5 separate regions of the Mus musculus genome follow, and regions 1, 2, 3 and 5 are each linked to region 4. Evidence: chromatin contacts called from public ChIA-PET, Hi-C and HiChIP or PLAC-seq data. All regions are on one chromosome and are shown on one strand. Each heading gives the region's core, a stretch centred on a gene start, on an enhancer-like site or on the middle of the called end of the contact. The rest is flanking DNA. Distances are from core to core; before and after follow the strand shown.

Region 1 (2,700 bases), core at 15-2,514, 520 kb before region 4:
ATACAAACCTACATTGTAGCCTACACCATACCTGGGCTATCTGGTATAGCTAATGCCCTCAGGCTACAAACTTATACAGTAAATCCAAGTAGTAAATACTGTAGGCAGGTACAACACTAGGATGAATATGTATGTACATGAGCTTGGATAAATGTAGAAATAATCAGAAAAAGATACTAGGCAATAGGACCTTTTCAGCACAATTAGGATCTTAAGAGGCTAAAGCTGCTGGGCCTGGTGGCCTACACCTCTAATCCCAGCATTCTTGAGCCAGAGGCATGTGTCTCTCTGTGAGTTGGCTGTCAGCCTGGTCTACATAGCACATTACAAGTCAGCCCAAGCTGTTTAGTGAGATCTTGTATCAGGAGAGGGTTGATGGGGAAAAAGGAAGGGAGCAAGTGAGGAAAGATAATGCTGAAGGTTTCCTAGAAATAATCTAAAACCATTTATTGAGTACTTATCTACTTATAATAGGAAGGGCTATCAGGTAAGTAACAACTATATGAAATATATCTAGAGAATGCATATATGGTTGGAGAAAAGATCAGTGGAAAAATGAAAGAAAACAATTTAAAAAGAAATAAAATTGAATGTTACATATGTACACACATTTTCTAGGATCAATGTCCCCTGGCCTGGTAAACACCTTGATAAACAAGACAGAGTTTTCTTATAGGATATATTTCATAGCTGTTAATATCATTCATTCAATAAATTTAGCCTTATATGCAACTCTGTATTCTGACCAGCTATAGGCCCATCCTCTGAGCTTCCTGTCTCAGTGGTACAAGTGATGTAAGTCAATATCATAGCTACTGACGGCTCTAAGTCTCTTGTGTGGTGGTGAACACTGTCATGCTAATACACTTTGAATGACTATGGAAGCAACCTTTGGTTGTGTTGTGAAGGAGTTTCTAGACTAGGATAATTCAGGCAGAGAGACCCACCCTAAATGTGGACTGCACTACTCCATGGTCTGGGGTCCTGGAATGAAGGAACAGAAGGGAGGCAGGGCAGATCACTCAGGTCTGTCTCTACAGATACCATGTGACCTGTGGCCTTGAGCTCTACTGTCACAGCTTCCAGTCATGGTAGACATGGTATTCTCACTGTGAGTAAACAACAAACAAACAAACAACGCTTCCTTCTTCAAGGAGCTTCTGTCAGATGTTTTGTCACAACAATGAGGAAGATGACTAATACACGTGGGGTCAGTTCCTATCATAGTTACTGTCTGCTCTAAGGCTCAGACATTTGAGGATCTGAAGTAGTGGAAAGGGCTACGTTTCTGCCTGTTAGTTACATTTGGGGATATGGTCCTAGGGAAAGGGAACTGACACCATCAGCTACGAAGGCTGAGGATCTGCAGGGAGTGAGAACTCGTTCAGCAGACCTAAGAGAGGCCCCAATTCTTACTGCAGGCGCATTTCCCCTGACAAGGAGCCAGGTAATGCAAGCCAGGGAAGGACCTCTGCCAGTCAGGACTGCACAGAACACATACTTGTTCTCTGCTACTCAGGCAGCCGGTATTAAGTCAGTACCCTGCATAAAATGGTCCTTATCACAGAAGAGTGGCATGTGCAGCAGAAACTGTACAGGGCAGCTGAGCAAATGCGCACCACCAAATACACAAGAAACCGATGTAAGACCTTTGTAAAATGCGTGACATGGCAACTGGCCTAGATGTCACCAAGATAACTTTTAAAAAATTCTTTTAACAATAAAATGTACTGTCCTGGGTGTGTGTGGGGGGAGGGGGTGGTAATAGGTTAGTGTTGAGTACTTGCCTGGCATGCATAAGACCCTGAGTTTGATCTCAGCACTGAAATAAACATGTTTCAAAAACTACTGTATAAATCTACTGCAACCATAATTGTGTAATAGAGGTTCTGGTTCAACAGGCTTGCTAAAACCAAGAAAGCAGTAGTACCCCCTAAGAAATGCTGTAAGAACCACCAAAGTGTTACTGCTTTATAAGATTTTAAATGCATGGACTCTAGAATTTTAAATGTACAAAGTCCATTAATTTATTAGTTCTTTAAAGACCAGATGAAGTCTTCATGACAATGTCAAGGGACAATGCTGTGCCCTGTGTTTGGACATCTACTTACACACTCCCAAACTGTACTACTGTGCATGCCTCGCTCACTCAGCACTGCTTACCAGGGATGCTCCCCTGGTCCACCTCTTTTCCTATCTTTATCTTAGCCACACACATGGCAATAGGCGAATCATTGAGTAGATCAATTACCAGCCCTGACACGATTATAAAATTCTAAAATCCCTGTGGTTCCAATTATTTTTATTAAACAAGCCTTCCCATACTCCTTTCAAACAAAGCCTTTATATTAGCTCTTACTTTTTCTGATGTCTGATAAAATAGCATAAAAGTACTGGGATGAGAAGAGTTAGGCTTAATTCTGTATAACCCCACAATTTTCACTTCACTTCAGAAATACATTTATATTATGAATTTGAATTGAATAGTGAATTCCACTTCTATTTTTCTGGACAAATAATAGCATAGATTATAGCCAACAGAAATACCCAGTGAGCAAACTATTTCATAAATGATCCAGCAGATGGGGCTAACGGCACAGACTAGGCCAGTCTGGTCAACCCTACTGGTGTCCGAGGAGACACTGTAAGGCTGAGGTATACACTGACAGCTACAACAGCTATGACAGAAAGCCTTACACA
Region 2 (2,700 bases), core at 161-2,660, 590 kb before region 4:
TTTAAAACAATTCAAGGTTTAGCAAAGTTAGCTTAACTCTGAGGAGTCCCTGGCCTAAAATTTGTTTTTAAATTTCCTTGTAAAACTCGAAAACAAAACCAGGTGTGGTGGCACACACCTTTAGTCCCAGCACTCAGAAGGCAGAGGCAGGCGAATCTCTGAGTTTGGGGATAGCCTGGTCTACAGAGCGAGTTCCAGGACTGCCAGGGCAACATAGAAAAACCCCATGTCAAAACAAAATAACAACAAAAATTAAAAAAACAAAACTCAAAAAACAGATCTGTTAGTGAGGCAGTAAGGGAAATTAGCTTGATATTTGTACATTGGGCTTCAACACTTCGAAGTCTAATAGCTTGCAAGAAGTAGTGCCATAAAGGTCCTGCCCTAACAACTGTGGAAACATGAACATGGTCCTCGCTGTGTGTCTTTGAATGGGGGACTGGGCGACATTACATAGTCATTGATGTTCATGTAAATCTCAGAGGGTTTTTATGCACGGGGCAGGCACTGCCTTTACACATCCTGACTGATCACTCCTAGTCTCCTTTTGACAAATGCTCGCAGTAGAATAACTGAGAGCCATGGAAGTCAGATAAACATACTAAGCTACACCTCTGTCACTGATTAGTTGAACTATGTACTTGACCTTTTAAAACTAATAATATATCTATACAGAAAAATATTAGTGTTACCATCTTGGGCTTACTGAGGGACACTGCCTAAAATATAGTATATGCTAAATGAAGTGCTTTTATGATGGTTTAAGGCTTATTTTTGGTTTGGATTTGTTTGTTTGTCTGTTTGCGAGCACATGTGGGTAAGTGAACATGGTACAGGTCCCCTTGGTCACCAGCAGAGGGCATCAGATCCCTGTGAGCTGGAGTTAGAAGCCTTGGTAAACTGACAGATGTGGGCACTGGGAACCAAATTCTGTTCTCTACAAGAGCAATGAAGTTTCTGAATCCCGGAGCCCTCCCCAGCTCCCCTGCAGCTTTTGTAAGATACCTTTTACAGGATTCTAAGGGGCAGTTAAAAACACCAAAAAAGTTGCTGGCATCTCCACTTGTTCAGATCACCTACCAAACTGGAAACATGTTAGAACAGTATGAATTCACAGCATTTCAATACAAGTCATATTCATAAGAGCAAAGCTACAACGAGTTACTTGAACCACAATAGTCTCTCCAGGCAAGCAGGGACACTATCATATAACAGTAATCTGGCCGTCCAATGGCAACATCAGAAATCAACAAAGGAAAGGAAACCAAGCAGAAAGTCTTTCCTATGTGAAACTAAACTGCTGCTATTTTCTTTTCTGAAGACACAGGCTATATCTAATGTAAGCTGGGGACTAGCATGACAGGTAGAGAGACACTGCTGGGGACAGGAGATAAGGGTACTTTGTATCTGGTGACAAAGTAGGCTGATATGACAGATGCAAGCTAAAGGAGATCCTGTCTTAGTTAGGGCTTCTATTGCTATCATAGAATACCATGACCAAAAGCAGCATCCGAAGGAAAGATTGCTTACCGACTTGCTTCCTGTGCTAGCTCGCCCTGCTTTTCTTAGAGCACCCAGGATTACCAGCTCAGGTGTTGACACCATGCACAGCGAGCTGGACCCTCTCACATCAATCACCAACCAAGAGAATGTACCATGGGTCAACCTGGTGGGAGGACTTTCTCAATTGAGGTTCTCAGTTCCTAAATGACTCTAGCTCATGTCAGGCTGATATGAAACTATCCAGGACAGATCAGAAGCCCAAATCATTTCCCCCAAAAAGCATTTCTGAGTTCTGAGACTGTGGGAGACAAGGGCAGTCTGAAAAGACAATGAAAACTCCCTGTCTCGTATTCAAAATGCCACTAGAGGGCGTGTTTTGTAATAAACATATTATCTTTCAGATAGCTGACAAAAGGGATAGACTGAATTTAGGCAGGGAACTGTACATGCAGATACATACAGGATTGAGGTTGATAGTCCTCCAACCAAGCTTCCAAAACGGGAAAGGGCAAGAACATACAATGTGCATGACATCACAAAATCAGAAAAAAATAAAAGAAAAAGTTTTAACATGGAGTTAGAATTTACATAAAAATTTGTAAATTCTAGGCGTACAATAGAAATAATTGGATATTTAACCTTAAAACCCATCAGATAAGACTGACAGTATACTAGAGGTCAAAGACAGAATTAGGAAAATCAAAGACAGGCCAATGAAAATTTCCAAGCTAAAGCCCTGAAGTTCAAGAGGGTGGCGCTGGAAATACAGAGCAAAGGTCACAGACACATGGACCACTGGTGTGGAGTCGGTAGAGAAGAGAGAATGAAGCTGGAACAATGTCAATAACAGACAATCACAAAGTGCCAAGTGCTGCTTTCCCTTCATTAACAATATCTGTAATTCATAATTTATATTAAAATTTAATGCTGAGGCAGAATAATGACAGGTTCTGGGTTAGAATGGACTACATACTGAGACCCAGTGTCTTAGGGTTTCTGTTGCTGTGAAGGGACACCCTGACAATGGCAACTCTTATAAGGAAAGCATTTAGCTGGGGCTAGCTTATCATTCAGAGGTTTAGTTCATTATTGCCATGGCACGAAGCATAGCAGTGTGCAGGAGACATAGTGCTGGAGAAGAAGAGAAGAGTTTTATATGTGGATCAGCAGCTAGAGGAAGTGAGAGTAACACTGGGC
Region 3 (2,700 bases), core at 102-2,601, 690 kb after region 4:
CAGGTGTTCAGCAGTAAAGCAAATCCCCAAAGAGCCTTCTGTCCTCCGAGTTCACTTTCTTGAAGTGACTATGGCATATGGTTGAATTTCATTGAACCTTCAAATCTTTCAGAGTCCAAACTTTCTATGAGCATTGGAGCCCAGGGCTGGGTCTGGAGTTAAGACGGCTCCATCGCTTCTTGGCATGTTACCTGTGGAGTTAACAAAAGATGAATATCATTGGGCTGTTTTGAAGCCCAGATGAGCAGGAGTACACCATTTGCTCGGCACTGAGTAAGAACCCCATAAATATTGGCCATTATTATAAAATATTAAAATGAAAATCAGGGTGTTTCTGTTGAACATGGTCTTTGTTCATCGCTCTGAGGCCCTGGGATGGAGGGAGGTTCTTATCCATCTTTAACTTCACCAGCCGTCCAGATTCCAGCAAAACGGCATAATTGTGTATTTGCAGCTTGCTTCAAAATCTAATTAAACCCTGAATAAGATACACTGCTATGCCACAGGTTTTAACAGGGCTGCTTAAGCTGAGATCCACAAGCAGCACTTTAAATTAGACTGTGCCTAGTTTAATGTTTAATGCAATCTTAAGAGTAGATACGCAACATTTAAAAAAAATTTTTTTAACTGACTTTTCCCACTCCCAAGGCAATGGCCGTTTATTAAGATTAATGAAATCTGCCTCCTTTTCTGTTTACTTGGTATATATCATCTGCTCTGGGGATGTGTCAAGTGGTTATTTCTGGAGAGAGCTGCCTTTGGGCCTCCCTGAGGCTGGGTGGGTGGCCACTGCTGAACACAGGTGCTAGACCCTCTCCCAGGTTCCCAGGTCTTAATCCTCAGCTGACCCTAAGCCAAAAGCCCTAGAATGGCATCCACCAGTCTCTTCTCTAAAAACTCTGTGGCTAATGTGTACAATGCTCAGAGGAAACAGAAAGCAAACACGCACCCTGAGGTTTTGTTTAAAACCAGTAAGCTTGCTTGCTATCTGCGTCCATTCCCCAGCGCCCCAACCCACCCAGCTGCCTGAGTCCCCCGGGTTAGCGTGTTCACTGTGGACACTGTATCATTTTGTTGCTTGTGTGTTTCTGGCTTGGTGTCCATTCACTGGTAAGTCTACTGGTTTGAAATTCACTCCCAGCTCTTCCCTACCAGGAACTCGCAGGAGCTGCTTTTAGGCATGAAAGGGGAGAAGTGTTCAGAAAAATCTGGGCTCCAAGCCCAAGCGGCCCCCTTGAGCAAAGCATTCTGGGTCAAGATTTCTTCTCTGTGCTGATTCAAGAGTGTGTGGAACACTCGGTGGTGAGGGGGGAGAGCGGCACGGTGCCCAAGAGGAAGTGGCAGCCAGCCAGTCCTGGGCGGGACTTTCACTTTCAGTGGAAGAATCCCTCCAGTTATCAAGGGGCTTGGGGGGCCTCCTCTTGCCCTGCTCATTGATGCTAAGCAGGTAGCAACCTTCAGGTGAGCTCCCTTCCCAGACTCCAAGGCCTGGTAGGGACAGATATGACAGTTGACATCTATTAAGCACTGCTGTTGGCTATACATCAGACATCAGGCCAAGAGCTTGGATTATCTTTTCTCATTTAACCCTTAATGGTCTGCAGAGGTAAGTACATTTATGGCTGTTTTGCCTATGGGGGCTCAAGACAGACAGAATAGATGTGATTCTGTAGGTCCGAGGGTAGCGAGGATGGTGCCAGCCTCTGAATGAGCTGATAGTCAGCTCTGGTCTGTCATCTAAAGAGAGAAGACATGTCCCCCAACAGATGAGACATACAATTCCTTGTGTTAGTTGACGACAAAGAAATCTTGTGGCCTGGTGGTTTCCTAGGCTAGTCAGTGTCTCTAGAAAGGTTTTTCAACCTGCCTCTGCTACCGAAATCTAGGTTGAGTAGGTATCTATGTGGCACAGGGTAGGGGACAGGCACCTAAGTTCTTAGGGAGATCCTTAAAAGATGCTGGAGGTGACTCGATAGGGCTAGAACTGAGGGCCCGAGGGGCAGTGTGAAGCCATATGTCACCAGCTCCATTTGGGGAATGCTGGAAAATCCTAACTAGAGAGCCCTTGAGCCAGTGGCTGTTCCTCTGCCCAGCCCTGGGGGTCCTGGCTGGCCTCTGCGTCAACCAATGTGGCCAACCCAGTCCCCACACAAGGGCCCTTGGTGTGTCTCTGCCATGTGTAAGAAAGGCAGAAGTGAGGTTCTTAGGTTTGTGGTCAGGCCCTTTCCCAAGGGGGTGGACGGAAAGCAGATCTCGGTGAGATAATGAACCATGAAATAAAGGAAGTTTCGTATGAGAACGAAATGTCAGGTACTGGTCCCCCTTGCCCCACCTTGGAAACTTCTGAACATCCCCCTCTCTGTCCCGCATCAGGAAGAGGCTACTCGCTACTGTCCCGCATCAGGAAGAGGCTACTCGCTACTTGGGGAGTTGTCAGCAGAGGGGAGAGAAGCAAAGAGAGGCAGGGAGGAAGTGGACCAGGAGAGGTAGAGGGTGGCAGGAGACCAAGGGAGGGACCTGTGCTTGGAGGAAGTACAAAGGCAGAGACAGGGGTGAGCGGAGAGGTTAGGGGAGGCCCCAAAGGGTTGTCGGTAACCCTCCTGTTCACAGGAAATCAGACAGAGAGCCAGAGGGATGCTCCTTTCGAAGCTGAATTAGTTAGCTCTGCAGATGAACTTGGTAACATGGGGGCTCCAATTG
Region 4 (2,700 bases), core at 185-2,684:
CTGAGTTCCAGGACAGCCAGGGCTACACAGAGAAAAACCAATAAATAAGTAAATAAATAAATAAATAAAACAAATTTAAAAAGGAGATTCCAGTGCTCGTGGAAAATGTATTCTTCCTTTGTAAGAGTTTTTATCCTATGAAAGGGCTTGTTTTTCTAATTCAAGCACCTTTCTGTCAATGACACCCCAGCCTCACAGACATTTGTGACTGCCTGAAGAACTACAGTGTCTCACACCCTTCAAAGAGGCCCTCCACTTACTTTGTACAAATCTCCCCTAAAACTTTGGAAGAGTGGAACAATGCTATAAATATATGTTCAGTGGATTACAGCAAGCAAAGTGAAGCTTCAATTTGAGCACTTAGCTGGCAAACTGGGCAGTGCAAGATTTTTTTAACCAATTTCCTACATTAAAAAAAAAAACAGATGCCAAAAAATGTTAAAAATTTAGTTTTCTTGGGTTATAACACTATGAAGACTTAATGGTGTTATGTAAAGATTTTAGGAAATCAAGATACGAGGTTTATACCCCCGTGGTTCCTTATGTATTTATCAAAATTCAGTATCCCTAAAGAGCCCCAGGGCCGCTCAAATAAGGCGCACAAAAGCTGAGAGGCAAACTGTTTCACAGATCATCCCCATAACCGAGGCCCTTGAGGCCCTTGCCTCGGAGAAGAGAACAGTCTCCAAAGAGTTAGCCAGCCGAAGTACAATCACAGCGCTACCCAGCAGAAACACCGGGAAGCGAACGCGGAAGCCAGGGCAACCGGGCGGCCAGCCCCGGACGTCGCTAGGAGGTGCGGGGCAGCCAGGACCAACCTGTGCTGTCGCCGGCAGAACCCCGTGGCCCTCCCGGAGCGGCCTCTCCCGGCCCGCGGCCCCGCCCGGCTCTCGGGGTCGGTCCATTCATTCCGCACCCGGGACTGCCGCAGCCCCGAGCCCCTGCGGAGGAAGAGAAGGGAGCTCCGGGGCAGAGCGGCCGGCCACGGGCCACCACCCGCGCCCAGAGTCCAGGCCACGCCGCGATTCCCGCCCCGCGGAGGAACAGAAGCCGCCGAGGCCCGCACCGGTCCCGCGCCAGAGCCCGAAGCCCGCAGCCCCGCCCTCTCCCGGGCAGCCGCCAGGGCCTCCCCGGCCGCGGCCGCACCGCCCGGGCGTCCCGCTTGTCCGGCGTTCAGAGGCGGCCGGAAGTCTCCCCGGCGCCCCCTCCTCAGCGCCCGACTTCCTCGCCGCCGAGGCCGGACCCTTCTCCGCGATGCCTTAGAGAGGCCTCTCGGAGGCTGCGGAGGGAAGCGGACGGCCGCGCGGCCCGGCGCGCCGGAGCAGAGCCAGTGGCCCGAAGCCCGCCTGGGCGGTTACCTTGATGATCCTGCGGGGCAGCCCGGCCATCTTGTCAGATCCCGAGTTCGGCCTCTGCTCTTGTCTCCGGCTCCGCTCTCCTCACGCTCGAGTGGAAGTCCCGGGCTCCACTTCCGGGGAACGTCGCCGCGCCCGCCTGTCGCTACCTCCGCCGAGGCCCCTCGGGAAATGTAGTCCCTGCTAGGACGCGGGCTTCCGACAGCCTTCCCTCCGACCTGGTGGCCCCCTCCCCCGCGCTCCCCGCCCCAACCCCAGCCGGGGGTGGCGGAAGTGACGCTCCGCGGCGGGGCAGGGACTTGGGGGGAGGCGGCGCGAGGCGGCGCCGAGCTTCTTGGCCCGTGGCAGAATCGGCAACACTGGGCGGCCGGCGTCCACGAGCGAGCGCTGTACGTGCGACCACGCCTGCGTCGGGGGGCGACGTAACAAAGGCCCGGCCCCCGACGCAGCCCATTCATTCATTCGTTCCGTTTGTTCATTCAGCGTGTCCGCAGTGCGCGTGGCGGGCTGGCGCTGCAGCGGTTCCCTGCGGACAGGGCAGGCGGGTCGCGCGCTCCTCCTCGGTGGCGAACAGGCCGGAAGTCAATACCAAAGCTTCTAACTGGGAATAACGCTGCTTGCCAAGGACCACACACACACCCGCGACAAAAAAAATTTTTTCTAAACGTTTAAATTTCACATAAAAAAGGGGGCCTCTCTGGCGCTCCCCAAAAGAGAGTTCGGAACAAGGGAGGAGGCAAAAGGCACGGCCTCTAAACGCCTGGATCCTGCAGGATATTTAATCTTTGTGGTTGTTGGTTTTCCTGAGAAAGGGCTCCCTATGTAACCAAGTCTGGCCTGGTGCTCTCTATTCTGTACGCACCGAGCTGACTTGGAACTCGTGATTCTCCTGCCTCTGCCCCCTGAGTAGAGCTAGGCTTGTGCCACCACTTAAGGTTGAGCCTAGCAATCGAGATTTACGTGCTAACTAGAAGAAGGATCTGATTAGAGTGTAAGGGTCCATGCATGATTCGCTGAAGAATGATACCCCAGACCCAAACGGTATGTAAACGCAGAGAGGGCTTTATTCTGCAGAAGTCCAGCTTGCTAGGGTCTCTCATTCCAAGATGGAGACCTGGAAGTGAGCTCACAGTTCAGATTTAAAGCACATTAGGGGTGTGGTGGGGACATGAGTGGCTGAAAACTGTTGCTGAGGAAGTCTGGAAACTACTGCTGACCCACTGTCCTTGCTTCAGGCCAGGTGGTGGGGCAGCTTCTGAGGCCTGGACTTGCCTAGTTCTTAGAAACAGGGATTTAGGCCTCGTCTTCTGAATTGCCAATTTGAAGTCAGCCTAGCCTTCTCAAG
Region 5 (2,700 bases), core at 189-2,688, 520 kb after region 4:
ATCTTTCCAACCCGAGCAGTGACACTTACTGGAGGTAGGAGGCCGGGGGAGGGGAGATGGGACTGGAGCCCAGCCAACCTGGGTCACACACACCGGAGAGTTGTGCAGAAAGCTCTGGGGATTATGTGGTTAGCAGTTTGGGGATAAGCTTTTTCAGCAGTGCCACAAGCCTTTGTGTCACCAAGTAGCCCTAATAAATTCACTGGCTCACCACAGTAGAATTGTTCCTTTGGTCTGCCGTGGATGTCCTATCTGGGTCAATAGACATTTCTTCATGTCTCCCCAGAACACACTAATTCTTAATTTCACCTGTTCTTAAAGGCCCAGACCCAGAATCATCCCTTTGTAACACCTCTCAGCCAGCAGCCTTCCTCCTTGGTCTCTAAGGTCCTTCCTGCATCCTTGGTACCTGCATCCTGATACCTGCTCGGCAAGCACTGAGAAACAGCTGCAGCACCCAGATGGGCATCTTGTTTTTAGAGCGTGTTAAGCCTCACAGGCAATGAGTGATGTGAATTCAACATGCAAAATGGCTGGTGCTCAGCCCAGGAGTGTGGTGCAAAGCTGGAAACAGAGTCTAGCCACACTCTGCCTCTGGCTTCACCTAGAGAAGGGCTATGCGGAGAGCAAAAACTCGCAACTTCCTTTGTTAAGTTTGCAACCCAAGAGGGAGGGGAGGCAGAAAAGAGTCCTGGCTGAGGTTCAGGTAAGGCTTGTTGTCATCCCCACCCCCACCCCATTCTGCCTCTCCTCTCTGGCTGTCATCTCAGGCATAGCTCACTCTTATCCCTACAAATATCTCTTCAGTTATCTCCTTTCCCACAAGTTACTTCACCCAAACCAGCAAGCCAGCCCGCTTTCCCAAGCCAGGTCCCTGGCATCCAGAATGTGCCTAATAAAAACACATGTTGTAAAACTAAATGAATGAATGAATGACTTTTTTTCATGCAAAGAAGAACGAGCAAATCAAATGGGGGAGGGGCCGGAGGCTCCCAGATTTTAAAAGAATGTATTGCATTGATAGATTAGATTTTCTCTCTCTCTCTCTCTCTCTCTCTCTCTCTCTCTCTCTCTCTCTCTCTCTCTCTCTCTCTCTGTGTGTGTGTGTGTGTGTGTGTGTGTGTGTGTGTGTATGAAGCCCGGCAGGACTCTCCATTCCGAACAAGCTTTCTTTAACTGGTTTCTCAGTGGGGTAACCTCTCATTTCCCAGGAGCACCAAGAAAGGCAAATCAATATTCACTTAAGATAGCAATGTGCCCTAGAACCACAGGGGCCAAAGGGGTAGAACATCTCAAGACCGCGTCCAAGGTCAAACATAAGTGTGTCCGGAATTATCTCAGTGTAATGAGCCAGCTGGCCCCTGGTGCTTCACAAGACGGCTGGGTAAAGATTCGGGCTGGCCTCAGGCCTTGGCCCAGCAGGGAGCTGAGACGGGGGAAGGGCGCCCTCTGCCGAGGGTGAAGAAAAATACAACCTGGCAGTTGGTGAGCCCTATGCCTAGATTTCACTTCTAGAGGGCCATTTAAAACAAAAAACAAAAAAAACCTCAACCAGAGATCAAGCCAAGGAGCTGTTCCTCACAAGCCCTCTCTTAGCCCCTTCCCTTCAGCCCGGTGGCTAATTGCAGTCCTTGATCCCAAGGAGACAGTGTCCCCCCACTCCTGAGGCCTTCGTTTCTAAGAAAAAGACGGCCGATTATTACTTTTTTTGTTCCCTATTACCTTCCTCATCTTGGGCTCTAGAGCTCCGGAGCTAGGGGTCTTGGTCCTGAGAAAGATCTCAGACACTTTTGAGTAGGAGGGAACTCAGACACACCCTAAAGCCACACACACACACACACACACACACACACACACACACACACACACACACGTCAGTTGCCTGTCTATAAAACTGCGAGGCTGTATTCGACAGTCGGGAGGTTCCAACTCTCGTGGTGCCTGCCTGGTGTCCTATTTTAGACCCAGAATGCGTCCGTCCGCAGAGAGAGAACAGCGGCTAATGAGGGATCGTGAACCAACAGAAACAATGGCTGGGGACCACCTAAGCACTTTCCTCCCCCAGGGAAGGTAGAAATGGCTTTCTAAGGACCTGCGTCTCTTTATTGAATCTTGAGTGACACCTAGTGGTCCACCCGCCTCACCGTTGCCGAGGCTTCTGCTCAGAGGAGCTTTAAGTAAACTGGAGCTCATCTTTGCCTTCAAAGACCTGGGGAATCAAAGACAGCCTCGCTGAAGGTTTCTAGCACTTCCCCGCAAGCATTGTCCTACGTGATTCCGAAAGAAACGCTCTTATCTGGAGAGCTTGCTCAACTGGCACATCGTTCTAGCAGCGAATGTGTTAAGCTAGACGCTCTCCTAGGTACTGGGAACACAGATGTCCCAGTCTAGGCTCCTGCTCTCTAGAAACAGCCTAGGTTGGTGCAGAAAATGGACCCGGGTTTGGGGGAGTGTTTTATTTAAAAAACACCATAGTCCACTGGAAAAATGGAGTGTGTGTGTGTGATTTGTGGATGGAGGAGAGCAGTCACCACTTGAGCTGGGTCCTGGAGGTCAAGTAGCGTGACAGAATAAAAGTGGATTGACAGCCCACAATGTACACATCCTTCCACTCCGTTGTTCAAACAATGAACTTGAGGGCTGCTGGGAAGAGAATCTGTGGGTGTGGTTAAGATCCCCGGGTCTGCCAATCTTAAAAAT

What was found. Hi-C and Micro-C count contacts between places; a contact is called where the count stands out from the background. ChIA-PET counts read pairs in DNA pulled down with a chosen protein or histone mark. HiChIP or PLAC-seq counts read pairs in DNA pulled down with a chosen protein or histone mark.
Region 1: an H3K4me3 HiChIP or PLAC-seq map of bone marrow-derived macrophages shows a contact between it and region 4, with 4 times the contacts expected there. The contact joins the enhancer-like site here to the promoter of Ube2n in region 4. A contact is called at or near these places in 10 of 39 promoter capture datasets (the 3T3-L1 cell line, the SN4741 cell line, Sertoli cells and 6 more), 1 of 15 datasets of contacts at CTCF or cohesin (the NIH/3T3 cell line), 1 of 484 Hi-C or Micro-C datasets (bone marrow-derived macrophages), 19 of 115 datasets of contacts at active chromatin or transcription factors (the 230-238 cell line, the NIH/3T3 cell line, the SCID.adh cell line and 12 more) and 4 of 9 other capture datasets (adipose tissue, liver, macrophages and 1 more).
Region 2: an H3K27ac HiChIP or PLAC-seq map of embryonic stem cells shows a contact between it and region 4, with 3 times the contacts expected there. The contact joins the enhancer-like site here to the promoter of Ube2n in region 4. A contact is called at or near these places in 4 of 39 promoter capture datasets (the 3T3-L1 cell line and embryonic stem cells), 7 of 115 datasets of contacts at active chromatin or transcription factors (acute myeloid leukemia, bone marrow-derived macrophages, embryonic forebrain and 3 more) and 2 of 9 other capture datasets (embryonic stem cells and macrophages).
Region 3: an RNA polymerase II ChIA-PET map of memory CD8 T cells shows a contact between it and region 4, with 21 read pairs. The contact joins the enhancer-like site here to the promoter of Ube2n in region 4. A contact is called at or near these places in 3 of 39 promoter capture datasets (the C10 cell line, hippocampal neurons and pre-B cells), 4 of 115 datasets of contacts at active chromatin or transcription factors (astrocytes, large pre-B cells, memory CD8 T cells and 1 more) and 3 of 9 other capture datasets (adipose tissue, liver and macrophages).
Region 5: a contact with region 4 is called in a Hi-C map of B cells, with 16 read pairs. The contact joins the enhancer-like site here to the promoter of Ube2n in region 4. A contact is called at or near these places in 14 of 39 promoter capture datasets (the 3T3-L1 cell line, 3T3-L1-derived adipocytes, the C10 cell line and 11 more), 3 of 15 datasets of contacts at CTCF or cohesin (embryonic stem cells, large pre-B cells and stem cell-derived epiblast-like cells), 2 of 484 Hi-C or Micro-C datasets (B cells and cortical neurons), 29 of 115 datasets of contacts at active chromatin or transcription factors (the 230-238 cell line, DN3 thymocytes, T-cell acute lymphoblastic leukemia and 18 more) and 4 of 9 other capture datasets (embryonic stem cells, liver, macrophages and 1 more).

Annotation. Positions count from the first base shown.
Region 1 is chr10:96,033,750-96,036,449 of GRCm38.p6, reverse strand. All of the region lies in intron 22 of Eea1 (early endosome antigen 1), which reads right to left. Among named protein-coding and RNA genes, the nearest start is that of Eea1, 94 kb to the right of the region's middle. Within about 2 kb of position 1,264, at least 9 of the 459 cell types and tissues checked have an H3K27ac peak or open chromatin away from gene starts, as enhancers often do. A contact at or near this core is called in bone marrow-derived macrophages, where this site is marked.
Region 2 is chr10:96,103,516-96,106,215 of GRCm38.p6, reverse strand. No RefSeq gene overlaps it. Among named protein-coding and RNA genes, the nearest start is that of Gm40746, 76 kb to the left of the region's middle. Within about 2 kb of position 1,410, at least 2 of the 459 cell types and tissues checked have an H3K27ac peak or open chromatin away from gene starts, as enhancers often do.
Region 3 is chr10:94,828,197-94,830,896 of GRCm38.p6, reverse strand. All of the region lies in intron 20 of Plxnc1 (plexin C1), which reads left to right. Among named protein-coding and RNA genes, the nearest start is that of Plxnc1, 120 kb to the left of the region's middle. Within about 2 kb of position 1,351, at least 232 of the 459 cell types and tissues checked have an H3K27ac peak or open chromatin away from gene starts, as enhancers often do. A contact at or near this core is called in adipose tissue, astrocytes, liver and 2 more, where this site is marked.
Region 4 is chr10:95,513,896-95,516,595 of GRCm38.p6, reverse strand. Ube2n (ubiquitin-conjugating enzyme E2N) reads right to left here and starts at 1,434. Exons shown (of 4, transcript NM_080560.3): 1 at 1,359-1,434. The coding sequence starts at 1,388. It overlaps Gm46239 (a long non-coding RNA gene), which reads left to right and starts at 2,340. Exons shown (of 2, transcript XR_001779843.2): 1 at 2,340-2,396.
Region 5 is chr10:94,991,074-94,993,773 of GRCm38.p6, reverse strand. No RefSeq gene overlaps it. Among named protein-coding and RNA genes, the nearest start is that of Gm40744, 31 kb to the right of the region's middle. Within about 2 kb of position 1,438, at least 114 of the 459 cell types and tissues checked have an H3K27ac peak or open chromatin away from gene starts, as enhancers often do. A contact at or near this core is called in 3T3-L1-derived adipocytes, B cells, T-cell acute lymphoblastic leukemia and 6 more, where this site is marked.